Regions from separate parts of the Cyprinus carpio genome. Here region 2 is linked to region 1. A link is a contact called in public Hi-C data. All regions are on one chromosome and are shown on one strand. Each heading gives the region's core, a stretch centred on a gene start, on an enhancer-like site or on the middle of the called end of the contact. The rest is flanking DNA. Distances are from core to core; before and after follow the strand shown.

Evidence for each region. Hi-C and Micro-C count contacts between places; a contact is called where the count stands out from the background.
Region 2: a Hi-C map of liver shows a contact between it and region 1, with 6 times the contacts expected there. The contact joins the promoter of LOC109049507 here to the promoter of LOC109059322 in region 1. A contact is called at or near these places in 2 of 8 Hi-C or Micro-C datasets (both in liver).

Annotation. Positions count from the first base shown.
Region 1 is chrA3:15,445,668-15,452,928 of ASM1834038v1, forward strand. LOC109059322 (myocardin-related transcription factor B-like) reads right to left here and starts at 2,487. Exons shown (of 17, transcript XM_042720380.1): 1 at 2,324-2,487.
Region 2 is chrA3:15,594,514-15,601,774 of ASM1834038v1, forward strand. It overlaps LOC109049507 (insulin-like growth factor-binding protein complex acid labile subunit), which reads left to right and starts at 2,551. Exons shown (of 2, transcript XM_019067189.2): 1 at 2,551-2,668; 2 at 2,912-5,368. The coding sequence starts at 2,917. The coding sequence ends at 4,770. LOC109049517 (dynein axonemal assembly factor 8) reads left to right here and starts at 5,834. Exons shown (of 30, transcript XM_042720433.1): 1 at 5,834-6,256; 2 at 6,453-6,551; 3 at 6,669-6,857; 4 at 6,934-7,024; 5 at 7,107-7,242. The coding sequence starts at 6,188.

The sequences.
Region 1 (7,261 bases), core at 1,237-3,736:
TCATTTTTGTTTGTGAACCTTAACTTTCCAAACTACAGTTCAAATGCACAAAATAACATTTACCCGATGATAACAGGGAACGATAACAACTTTGAGGCTGCAAACTTGAAGTCAAACAGGCGACGCAGCAGACTAAGAAAACAATGTCCAGACCACCAGGGACATATCATGCTTACAGCCACTATAAATTCCAGGACCTACAGCTTTCAAGTCCTGCTTGAGCACAGCTGCAGTCTAAAGGTCCTGTGTTAACTGTAGACATGTGGACATTGACCAAATGATGGAAGGTAGAATCAAAACACGGGCCGTTATTTTACACAAAGTCAGAATTCCTTTAAATTGATTCACAGACAGGGAACAGTCCTCACCAGTAATTTTTTCAGCGCACGCTGTTTGAGGAAAGACACATGTATGTGAAGTATGCTGTGGTGAACTGACACCTGCGGTGGGTAAGATTCAGCCTGCCATCAATAAAAAATGCTTTATTTTTCAAGTCAACATCCATAACATGGGCTATATTTAGGCAAGTAAAGACAGATTATAATATTTGATCATTATCATTAGATTAAATCCAAAAATGTGAGCTGAGAAGCTGTGCAAATAAGTTGGCATTTGATGCTATGCAGGCAAACTGGCTTGGATAAACAACTAAAACACGTGGCTCTGCCGTTTAAGAGCTGCTTGCAGACATTATTCTTAAATCATAACACACATTCACTATTTTTGACAACTCTGTCATATATTTCCATTAATATGACAAACTTAAATAAATATCAATAATAACAATCTGGTTCATCCAGTCCTGGGTGGTTGTCATGCTCTTCTTGACTACAATGATGACAAATAAACAGAAACACAATAACAGTGCATACTGTAAGTGAACAGCGACATTGTAGGTCAAAAGGACAAACTGAATTTAGTGAATATGAATGTATTCAATACTGCAAGAAAAGGTGGCTTACGGTTGAGACTATATTTAGGCATAAAGCCGGCTTAATGAAACTTTTCCTACCTGCAGTAGAGACAAATTATTCAGGCCTGTGGCAGTAAACACTGGGAGTGTTTCAGGCACCACACCTCCACACAAATCACACTGAAGCTAAAGATCACTGCATGGGAATGCTCAACAATGCTGCCTTGCAGACACACCCATAAAGCCATGAGTGTGTGCATGCTTAACAACATTTTAATGAACTATCAAGACTGTTTCACTTGTTTATGGTAACAAATACTCGACTCAAAATGCACTCTGTGACCTCACACCTATTGAGTTGGAGCGACACACACAAATGCATTTATCTAAAGTGACTTGCACATTCTTTGTTAGAATTCCCTTTGAATGTTTGTGCTGTACATGTATGGAAACCAGTGTATGATACCCATGCAATCAATCAAAATTTAATTCAAGTTTAAATGTAAGTAAATGAAGAGGCTGAATGGGGGTTGGGGGTGACTATCAAATGTAAAATTGGAATAGTGGGAATATATGAAAACATGAAATATATGGAAAACATTAATATAAATATTTAGCTGTATGCTTTATTACAGACACAAATAAAACTGTAAATTTAAATTCTATTTAAAATGTATGAATAATGTGACAAGAAAGTTAAGCGAGATCGAATCAGTACCTTTAAAAGGGGTTTTAGAAATATAAAATAGTCCTATACAACTTGTCTATTTCACAATAGACATGAGATGAGAGGAGATTTAAAATTAACATTTAGATGTATATTGTTTATATGTAAATCTACGTAGAATTAACATTAAGATTACATTTAAAATTGTAATTTGATATTCATACAATAAGTTTACATGATTTAAAAAACGCTTATTGACCAGACATTCTTAGTATATTATTAGTATTACTACACACACACACACACACACACACACACACACACACACACACACACACACACACACACACACACACACACACACACATACATAAATACATATAGCATACATAAACGCACAGAAATAAAAAAGGTATGACGTCATCTGAACTTTCTAAAACCGTGAACTATAACCAATGTAATAGTGCTTCTAAATATTCCCTAAAATAACTCTAAAAAGTTCCGAAAGTGACATGACACTGTTCCAGCAGCGAAAATATCAGAGAGAGAGAAAAAAAATCCACACAACAGTCCTTCTGTTACATAAGAGTTCCGTTTATGACACACCGTTCTGAATTCTCGCGCAGGTATTTAATATATAAAGTGTCACTTTCAATGTATTACAATAACTGGATTGTCATTCACTCACGCGCTCGGCAGTTAGGATACGTCTTATAGATAATAAAACTGGATAAGTATCCTACCGTTTTTTTGGCTTCCAAATTAAATATGTTCCCTTTGATGACACATCCAGAATACAATAAAATCCCGACAGGACATTTATTTTCTTTCTTTTCTGGAGTAGCATTTGTTACAGTGGGTAAAGATGGCCGCTCTTTTTGTGTTTAGCCGGTGATGTAATGAAGTTGTGTTAACCCTTCACAACTCTTCCGAAGACAACTGACACCACATCAAGTGAAACGGAATAAAACTACTTCATATGTAGGCTACTTCATATCTTATTCTGAAAGATAAACGTAAACAACCGACTACACGCAGCAATGCACATAGCCTATATGCACAGAGTAAAAAAAAGATATTATAGCCTACTGTAAGGGAAATGTGTCAAAATGTATTTCAATTAAAAGTCTAAATAGCTTATCAAAAGCTTGGAATTTTGTGTCAATGAAGAAAAAAAAAAATCGCATTTAATTGTAGGCCTTTCCCCCTTTGCTTTTGAAACTGGCTGATAAAGATTTTCCCTCTCTCTGATGCACACACTTATGTGATTGAGTCAAATCATGTTAAACTTAAATCTCTGTCCTGAAAACTATTAACTGAAATTTATCAAAGGGGATTTTTATTTGTTTTACATTTAAATATATTTATAGCAAGGTGTTATGGAGTACTTTTTTTGTGTTAAATAATTAGCCTACTCAAGTACTTTGCACCCCTGATAATGTTATTAGTGTGCTGCTGAGAGATTCGTAAACTCATATCAGTTACAGACCCTGATGTGAACTGTTACCCTAAACTGTTAAATGTCTTTCATCATTCCCACTGGGCTCAGTAAATAAACAGGCAAAATGAAATAAAGAAAAATAAGATAAAGCTATGAACTAAGATAAGTATAAATAAATAAATAAATAAATAAAACATATAATAATAATAATAATAATATGTTTGTATGACACTGCCATCTGGTGTGCTTTCAAAGTCAATTCACACCCGACATGTGATCATTACACGAACATATCCAAATATAATAACAGGAACATTTCTTGAGGAACTGATACAGCTCTGGGAAGCAAAACATACTCACTTACACAACTAGATTCAAGTTTCTTGTCACTGAAGTTTCTTGTCATTTTAAAAACAGCATTACTTAGTGTGTTTCCACAAGGTTGTTGCAGTATCTTTCCATGTATACTAATATTTTGCATTTAGGTACCAATATGTACACTTTGATACAAATATGTAAACAATATGTATTAATATGTTTACATAGATGTACCTTTTGAATGGGTACCTTCCCAGTGACAGCTTTTGTACCTTTTTGAGAGTTAAAATGATAGTTCACCCAAAAACAAAAATGCTGTCATAATTTACTCAACTTCGACATGCTAAACTTGTATGACTTTCTTTCTTCTGTGGAACTTGAAGGGTTACTCCACCCCAAAATGAAAAATTTGTCATTAATCACTTACCCCCATGTCGTTCCAAACCCATAAAAGCTTTGTTCATCTTCGGAACACAATTTAAGATATTTTGGATGAAAACCGGGAGGCTTGAGACTGTCCCATAGACTGCCAAATAAATAACAGTGTCAAGGTCTATAAAGGTATGAAAGCCGTCGTCAGAATACTCCATCTGCCATCAGACGTGCAATCTGGGTTATATGAAGCGAAGGGAACACTTTTTGTAAGCGAAGAAAACAATTCCTTTGTACAATTCCTTTGTAAACAGTCTCCTTTGTGTCTCTCCATATCACTGTATGCTGCATATGCTCTTCTGTACCAGCCGCACCACAAGGATGCGCTGTTTCTACTTGTACTTAGCTTTGATTTGAAAGAAAACAGCACATCCTTGTGGCGTGGATGAAACAGAACAGCATACATAGCATATAGTTACATGGAGAGACACAGAGGTAACTGTTGACAAAGGAATTGTTGAATAAAGTCATTATTTTTGTTTTCTTTGCTTACAAAATGTGTTCCCATCACTTCATATAACCCAGATTGCACGCCTGATGGTAGATGGAGTATTATGAAGACGACTTTCATTCCTTTTATGGACCTTGACACTGTTATTTATTTGGCAGTCTATGGGACAGTCTCAAGCCTCCCGGTTTTCAACCAAAATATCTTAAATTGTGTTCCGAAGACGAATGGAGCTTTTACGGGTTTGGAATGACATGGGGGTAAGTGATTAATGACAAATTTTTCATTTTGGGGTGGATAATCCATTTAAGAGAATTATTTTTGAAGAATGTTGTAACCAAACAGTTTTGGTTCCAACTGGCTTACATAGTATTTTTTGACCATACAATGTAAGTCAATGTAAATCGAAATTATTTTGTTGCCAACATTCTTCAAAATATCTTCATACAGTTTTGGAATGAAATGAGAGTGAGTAGTAGATGATGACAGATTCTTTTGGGTGAACTATCACTTTAACACAAGTATTAAGATATACAATCTTAATAAGTATTCACAATATTTGTGATTACCTCAGTATATTTGAGAGTAAATGCATGTGATATCTTGATTGCTTATTGTAAGCCAGTGTTTATGTTGTTGAACTGTGGCCTCAAAGAAACATGAGGCAAGTTGTGAACCCAGCAGGTAATTTCTTAAAAGTTTATAATATAATACTTAAGATGAACCATACAACTCTTGGTTTACCCAAACACTTCAGGATCACATCATCTTAATAAACTTTGCAAGTGTCCTTATGTTTCAACAGCCATTTAGAAAGCAGTAGATTACAGATAATTTGCAAACCAAACCAGAGCCAACATAACAACAAACTTAAGTAACACAGTGTGAGTCATAAGAAAGGTTGCTCTTTTCCCCTCTCTCTTTCTGTTTTCCTGCTTCCGTTTCTCATGTCTACTCCCACATAGCTGTTTCAGGATGATCATGTCCCACATTGCCCACACTTCCCCGCTGATGGAGGTGTGAGGCTTAATCACGGCCCAGAATAGTGTGTGGTTTGGGGAAGGGGGAGGCAGGCTGGATGCCAGCCGTATCTCTGAGAGTGCTGGCTTGAGATGTGACTCATTGTAGTGCTGTGTGTCTTTACATTCTGCTTCACACACAGTGAGATGATGGGCAGGATAGAGCCCCAGCTGCCTGAGAGACTTTGGGGCACCAACCACTGATTATTCATTTAGATTAATGCAACATCAAAAACAGTCTGAGTTTGTGTTGCAGCTGCGCCCTGGCGATCAGGTCATGCACACATGTTGTGCAGCAACATTCATGTTTGATTCTAGCCAATTCCTAATTCTGATTCCTCTATAAAAATGATTTTTCAAAGTTGTATACAAAACATGATTAACATAAAACAGATGATTAAGGGGAAACATACTGAAGAATGAAGAGGTGCTGCTCTTCAAAATTAATCTGGCTTACTTATGCACCATTTGGTTTTGAAGTATGGAGGTGGGAAGACTGACCCAGTCATTTTCAACACCTGCTCTTTCTTTTCCGGGTGACAGTTTGCGTCCAGTCAGAGACAGTAATGTAGACTGCAGCACACAGTTTACCATGATTTACCTTGTACCACTGCAAAAAAGGAATAACACTTGAGATGCCATTAAGAAATCTTCTGATGGTCAGAATGATTGGAGAAAGAAAGAAAGAAAGAAAGAAAGAAAGAAAGAAATGAATAATTTTATTCAGCATGTATCAAGTTGATCAAATATAACAGTAAAGACTTTTTAATGTTAAAAAAAAAATCTGTTTAAAATAAACACTGTTCTTTTGAACTTTCCATTTATTGAAGAATCCTGGAGGAAAAAAAAACATCACAGTTTCCACAAAAATATTAAGCAGCATAACTGTTTTCAAGACTGGAGACTGAGAAATGATGCAGAAAATCCCCAGGAACAAATTACATCTTAAAATATATTCAAACAGAAAAAAGTTATTTTAAGTTGTAATAATATTTCACAATATGAAAGCATCTATTTAAAATAGCACAGTCCATGTTGAATTGATGAACAACATGCCTGGATAATACAAATATAATGATTATTCAGTATTGATATCAGTTGTAAATTACTCTTACTATTGACAAAGATGTTTAATAATAAAGTGAATTAGCAGTGCTCACAGATATTATAACATGCATAAGAATGACTGCGCTATTAATGGAGCGCTTGTGCATTTACTATGCAGCACCAGCAGAGGGCAGTATAGTATTTCTGTTTTGTTTCATGAGCTACTTTTTTTTTTTTTTTGGACATTACAAAATTAGACATTCTGTTTTGAGCCTTTAAACCAGAACAAAATGATTTCTCAAGGAAACCTGCATGTCTCTGTATTGAAGAAACTGGGGAAATCAAAAGGAGAGTGTGGAGGCCAAATTTTTTAGCCTATACCGAGAGAATTAGAAACTCTACATTTCACTTGTTGGTCACGTCTTGCTCAAAACAAAGCATCAGTGGCAAATTATTTAAATTAGTCTGTCAAATTAATGTATTTGATTACATAAAGAGAGTCACAGATGATCATATTCTCATTATAATACTTGTCACCGTCCTGACATTCACACATTTATTCTACTTCATACAATAATCTAAGGTGAAATGATCCATGATACTGAAAATGACCCTCACTTCTAATGATAAAATGGATCAACAACTGCACAGACACATGTGCAAACACTCCACTTAATTGTGAAATGTTTATTGATGGGAAAGCATATGCTGTCTGATGGTGTCAGAAAATCAGTATGGGGGAGGTTTGGGGAGCTTTATTTGGTGTGTAATGAAACCCTTCTCAATGGATGGAGGCTGAAAGCTGAATATCTGCATCTAATTTAAGGGCCACTCCTATGATGACGTGAATACGTCGCCGTTTATAGCTGAAGCGATCATGCCATCCATGAGTTCTTACAGTGCACCGGTTAAAGTCCTGCCAGGCTTCAGAATTCAAGCCACATCCTGCAAGCGTCCATAATAACATCCCATGGTA
Region 2 (7,261 bases), core at 1,301-3,800, 150 kb after region 1:
AAATTCAGCATTACATCATAGGAATAAATTATATTTTAAAATATATTACATTTGTAATACTATTTTGCAATATTACTATTTTCTATGTATTTTATAAATGCAGACTTTAAATTAATTAGTTTTTTCTTTTTTTTTTCAAAAGCATTAAAACATTGTAATGTTTCCAAAGTTTTGTCAGGTACTGTATAACTCTGTTTCCTAGTTCTTATATTGCTTAAATACCATTAATCAGATGGATTTGTGGCCCAAGATGCTGGGATAGGCTACAGCCACCACGACCATACAGAGGATAAGTGGTTTGGAGAGTGAATAGTTGGATGGATGAACTTGCAAGATAGCATTTTGACTAGCTTTGATTTTGTTTCTCTTCTTACTGCTGTTCAGCTTAGAAATACATTTACATTTACATTTAATCATTTAGCTTTTATCCAAATACCTTTCCATTATCTTTGTTTGTCATTTTGTGTCTATTACACCTGTGCTAAAACTATGAAATTGAAAAACTAATGAAGGTGTTTTTGCTCTCGCTCAAAACTGGCGTTCTTGTATTTCAATATTTATGCAACACTTCTTGTCTCAATTTCAAAAGGAAATTAAAAGAAACTTCCAGAGGTGAGTATCTCGGCAGGATTCACTGGCAGATGGAGGGAAGACCAAAGAGAGACCTCGTTAACATCAGCATCACACACATTTCCCCTCTAACTTAATCTGACATCATGCCCTTTAGGCCTGTTCACCTCCTCACCTCCACAGTGCTGAAGAAGTGACACAATGTCCAGCACTAGTTAGCTCAGCTGGTTGACGTTAAAGGCCGTTTTTGAAGCGTGCCGGCAGCACTGAGAGGCATCTTCACAGAACAGGCAGAGAGTGTGTTTGAGCAGCTGGCACTGTCATTCATCCTGACACCTCTTGTGCTCATGGTGAGCCACAGCCAAATGACAAAGCTCCAAACCTTTGTATATCATTGACTGTAGGAGACTGAGCCAATTAGAGCTGTTTGTCAGGGGAGAAGCAATCATTAAAAGCCACAGTGTGGCAGATTACCCTCAAGTACTGACTGCTTTCCATACCTGAGCTGTTCCTTTGCATATTGTTCATGAATATGTAAGCACTTTCTGTTTTTGAGAAGGAAGAAACTTTTTCTGGCTGTTGGGTACCTTACTTTGTCCTCAGCAGATGCACATTTATATAGAAAAAAACATTACAACTGCCAGTGGAAAGTGATGGAAAACAGACCTGAGGCAAGGTGAACTTCATCAATCATTAGTTCCCTTGCTTTCAACATGGAAGTTAATAGTCATTGATAATTTTGCTTAAAAAATGAAAGGTGCTGTTTTAAAACGTCCATGGCTTTTTCAGTGGCCTTCAAGATTGACACATTTTATGATAAAATATAATACAGCAGAAAATATGTGGACTTCTTGGGGGTAACTCAGCTTAACTTGATGAAATCTTGTGAGCAAAAGACTGTACTTCCCTCTACTGGTGATTTAATGGTAATGTGTCTTAAAATACAAACTCTGCTTAAAGGTTCTTTTTCCTCAACACTGTGCCATTGAGCATAAACAATAACATATATGTGGTCACATGTATCGCTCCTGTGACTATTTCTCAGGATGAGTTTATATTTGAAAGTTAATTTCTGACACATATCCAAAATCTTGACTGCAGAAAATCTGTTTCCACCAACATTTCCATCGCTATTGTCCTGGTCTCCGCTCTAGTCCTAGTTGAGCATATCTGGGTCAGCAAGTTCTAGTGGTCATTAAACCTGTGACAGAAAAGAACCTCTGCATTTTAAAAATCACTGTATGTGAATGAGATGTCTGTATTGATTTCTGTATGAGAGTAGAGGACTGCAGCATTTGCCAGTTGAGGGTCCTATCTCTGTATGCCTTTACAGTAGTTGCCACTTCCTAACATTCTTTGAATCCCACTGAATAATTACTGACACACATGTTCTTCAAATAAATACATTTTAATCTGTGTTATTAATATCCTTCTCTTTGTAACTTATGTTTCAGACTAAAAGCAGGCCTTGTCCTCTAGCTTGTTTAACTCTCAATAACTTTTTGGAGTTGGACGTCTTCCAACAGATAACCACAACCAGAGTAAGTGCCATCTGTTAAATGTCACTGATGGCTCGGCAGATTTACATGAACTTTGGAACACTATTCAGAGAAGTCAAAGGAGTTTTGTCTAAAATGTGTGGGAGTATTAGATAGAACATTCCGTGAAAATGCATTGACAATCAGCAACCCAACTTAGATTTCTAATTTCAAACAAAATATTCCAAATAGAGTTAAATTAGTTCAATCAAAATGTTGAAAATCTCCAATAAGACACTTTTTTTCTAAAATAAATGTTCATACATATTCATGTAATGCCTGTCAGTAAACACAGATCAAAGGTAAAAAAAAAAAAACAGAAAATAAAAAATTATATCAAGCTTATGCTAGAAATAATTTGATGTTCAAATGCTAAAACTGCAAACAGTAGCAACAGCAGCAAACTGAAAATGAAAACATCAGAAATGAAGAGGTTAATTCTGTGCGGAACACTGTGTGTATTTTCCTAGGTGATATATAGGGACAGAGTTGGTTCAGATCTGTCACACACATGCCACTCTTCTAGTGAACACCTGCTGGACTGCTGCCACAATAAAACGGTAGAGCCAAATCCAAAATTTCTCATTTGAAAACAATCAAATCGATCATTCTTATAATCCTTATTTAATTTTCCATAGATGTTCAGTGAATGTTTATGGGATTCCGAATTAGACGCTTTGAGAAAAGTAATATAATAGTGTGATAATCTGAATTTCACAGATTTTAAGAAAAGTATATAGATAGGTAGGTGCTTTTGTACCATACTAGTGTTTAATCTTGACATTTTGATTATTGTCTCTTAGTTGGAATGAACCACTTTGTACCACTATTGTTGTACACACTGGTGACATCAGTGGTGCTGGCAGACCCCAACAAAAAGGAATCCAGACCCTCACAGGAGCCAAGACTCTTGGTAGATCCAAAGCCCTCAGAGGAACCCAACGGCCAAAAAAGTGAGCCTTGCTCAAAGGGATGCACCTGTAGCCAAGATGACTACAGCTTAGAGCTCAATGTCTACTGCAGCACACGTAACTTCACCGAGGTTCCCTCCGACTTCCCTCTATCTACACACTCCTTATGGCTGGATGGAAACCTGTTTTCTAACTTAGCAGCGGCTGCTTTTGAAAAGCTGTCCAATCTGGAGTTCCTGAACCTACAGAGTGGCTTGCTGGTATCCCTCGATGGCCATGTCTTTAGAGGTCTGAATTCCCTTGCTCACCTGCACCTTGAGAGAAACAATATTCGTTCATTACCTGGCATAGTCTTTCAGGGAACACCCAACCTTGCATCCCTCAGTCTCAACAATAACCAGCTGTCTCGAATAGATGACAAGTTGTTCGCTGGACTCAGCCACATGTGGTTGTTGAACCTAGGATGGAATTCACTGTCTGTCCTGCCTGAGATGGGGTTCCAGGACCTACACGGATTACGAGAGTTGGTCCTTGCTGGGAATCGTCTGGCGTATCTCCAACCACAGCTATTTCAGGGACTCACTGAGCTCAAAGAATTGGACTTAACTGGAAACTATCTGAAAGTTATTAAGGCAAACGTGTTTCTGAAACTCCCAAAGCTGCAGAAGCTTTATCTGGCCGAAAACCAGATAGTGACCGTGGCACCTAGGGCATTTGTAGGCATGAAATCTTTGAGATGGTTGGACCTCAGCAGAAATCGTCTATCTGCACTTCATGATGAAACTTTCCTCGGGTTGTACAGCCTGCACGTGCTTCGCCTGTCAAATAATTCAATTGGTAGCCTAAGACCCGGGACCTTCCGTGACCTGCAGTATCTTGAGGAACTCTGCCTTTGCCACAACCAGATTCGAGCCTTGGGAGTGAAAGTTTTTGAAGGGCTGGGTCATCTAGAGGTGTTGAACTTGGGGAACAACCGGCTACAAGAGGCACGCATGGGCACATTTATAGGCCTGAATCACCTTGCTGTGATAAAACTTACTGGCAGCTGTTTCCACAGCCTACCGGATCAAATTTTCAAGGGTCTGTCAAAGCTCCACAGTATTCATCTTGATAGAAGCTGTCTGACAAAAGTCTCAGCCCAAAGTTTCATCGGTCTAACAGGTCTTCGTCGCCTCTTCCTACAACACAACAACATTTCTATGGTTGAGCGTCAGAGTTTTGTGGAACTACAAGGGCTGCAACAGCTTGATCTAAGGTACAATCAGTTAACATCTATCAATTCACACACGTTTCATGGCCTGAAGAACCTTGATTACCTGCTGCTGTCAGGCAACCTAATTCACAATCTTCCTGCTGAGGCCTTACTGCCTCTGCAACACCTGTCTTGGCTGGATCTCTCTGGAAACAGGCTGGAGTTCATACTTAATGTGACCATATACATGCTGCCACGTTTGCGTTACTTGAACCTGAAAGACAATGTACTGGTCAACCTCCCAGCTTCTATACCCAATAGCTTGGATCAGCTCTGGCTCTCAGGTAACAACTGGAAATGTGATTGCAGTGCTAAACCCTTTCGAGATTTCTTTCTACAGAAGCCACAGGTGGTTCCGCTGCAGGTTGAAATGCTTGGGGAAGGTGAGGAGCCCCACACACTTGTCACAATATACAATAACATCACATGTGCCAGCCCACCCAGCGTTTCTGGACTTGACCTGCGGAACATCGGCAGTGAACATTTTCGGGACTGTTAAATCTAAAACTATTGATTCTGCTACACCACATTTTACCTTTTCTATTCAGTCATTATAATTCAAATCCACATGTCAGAGCTTCAATTCATGACTTTTATTTATCTCAGTTTTGTGAAAAGATCTTAAAGATGGGTGATAGGCTCTCATTTTTCAAGTCATGTAAAAATAACAGTGTTAGTAATATATTCAAGTAAATTTTTTTTGGAAATAAATTCAAATAAAGACTACTGGAAAAAAAATTGTTAGGTGGGAAAATATTTAAAATATACAAACATTATATATATATATTACTCTATGTCTATTGTCTAACTGTCTTATTGTACTCTACATATAACATTTTTAAGTATTATGCTGCCCTGTTTGTTTGTTTTTTATGTCTAGCTCCTTCAAAAATTTGTTTGTTTATGGTCACTATGTAAACATGTAAAAGGGCATTGTGCAAATGCTCAGTCTGATAAACCAAACCCAAATTTGGATATATGTACATAATATTGATCCATGCTCTAAGTCCAAAGACCTGCTGAGCAACATCTTCACATTTGAGTATACGATCAGTGGTCAATTCCTATTCCACTTCTTCAGAACAGCAATGATCTAAAATTATCAATGACAATGATTTAAATAACAATTACAATCATTTTAAATTGCAATGTTACTTTACTTGAGTCCCCCAAATTACCCCATACAACCCAAATAACCTACAAGGTTTCCAGTTGAATTAATGAAATATTATTATTGCAGTTCTGAAGAATTCGGGTTTTTTTTTTCCTTCTAAAGGGTCACGAACAAACACCATTCCACTCCAGTGTCTTTCCACCTCATTTCTAGTTTATTTTGCTTTGTCATAGCATGTTATGTAAAACCTTAAATAGGCCTAATATTTTAACACTTTTTTCATAGTTTGACAGAATTACAGCTTGACTATCACAAGTGATATTTATGTATTTTTGTAACATATCACGTCTCATATTTCATCTTTGCACAGTGTTGTTTCCTTCATATTCTTAAACTTTATTAAATGGGGCAGTAGAGATCAGTCACAACAATCATTAGGAACAGTCGTGTTTTTAAATGTAATTTTCACACAAACATCGATGCTTATTTCACTTTAAGTTTTATATAGCTTTAAACGTAACGAAAAATTTTTTCGATTTAAATAGTAATAAAAAAAAGTAATGATAATAAATCAAGAGCAAGTACTCGATTAGCAAGTTTCGCGCCAAAACATGATAGAGACTTGATAGAGAAACGATAACAAAAGAGGCGTCAACAAAGCGGTGTTTGCAGCGCGTGCGGTCGCCATGACAACTACAGTTTTGCTCGGTGGCGTTTGAACGGCTGCATAGAGTCAACATGCAACCGCTGTTCACTACAGTATTTTGAGAGGAAAATACGTACCTGCCAAATACATTCAGAAATGCAGAAGAATTTGCATCTAGACGACATTATATCAAAGATACCATCCCTTGACTCTGACCTATCATCAGTAAGTTCAAACTGCTGTATTGATACTCCTTCGCATTGTTATATTAACAGTGTTTATAATTGTAATGATTATTTTTGACCAAGTCAGTGAGGTCCAGGTGAGTTATTATCTTAAATCTCACAAGCTTTGCTGTAAGTAACGTTACTCATGGACTAACTGAAATAAACACAGCTGAACTTCACATTTCACACTACAGTCAGACAATGAAGGAGAGATGTCTGTTCTAAAGCAACTAACGTTAGTGACTCACTTACCGAAAGGAAGCAGCATGAACCTGGAGTGTCCAAAAGTCAAGGTGTGTGTCTGTGTGTGTGTGTGTATGTGTGTGTGTGAGAGAGAGAGTTTTCCATCTTTTATCATTTCTTAGATCACAATGTCTTAGCATCTAACGTTACTTAAATCTGTATCACAGCCATTTACTTCCTGGATGGATGATAGCCAAAAAGGTGACTCTAATCCTCGGCTTCCTGTGGGTCACAAAACAGAAGAATCGCTGAATGAAAAAGTGCCAGAGAAAACAGAACACAATGTGCCTTTGCAACAAAAAGCAAACAAGACTGATTGGATAGAGACCGAGTTCTGTCCTGTTTTATCACTGACAGTAAGTTAGGTTGTATTTAATCACATTTTTAGACTAGGGCTATTCAGTAAAACCATGTGACGAATTATCTCAACAGCCTCTTGATACCTGGGATCTTGACCAAGTCCTTCAGACTCTACAGCAACACAAACCTCTTGTCAAGCCAATTCAGTCCGATACATGCAGAGGTTGGATTGCAGACACTGTTTTACTCATTCAGGCTGCATACATTTCAGATGAACATAAGAGGAAATCATTTGTTTGTTACAGGCAATGAGAGTGAAATTAATGAAAATGATTTAATGAAGCAGCTGGTTGCTTTTTGTGAGAAGAAAGTAAATGAGATGGAAATAAAGACACATGTTTCATCTACGAAAACTCATAATATACAAGAATCATCCCTCAGGTACAGTCATGTTATACCA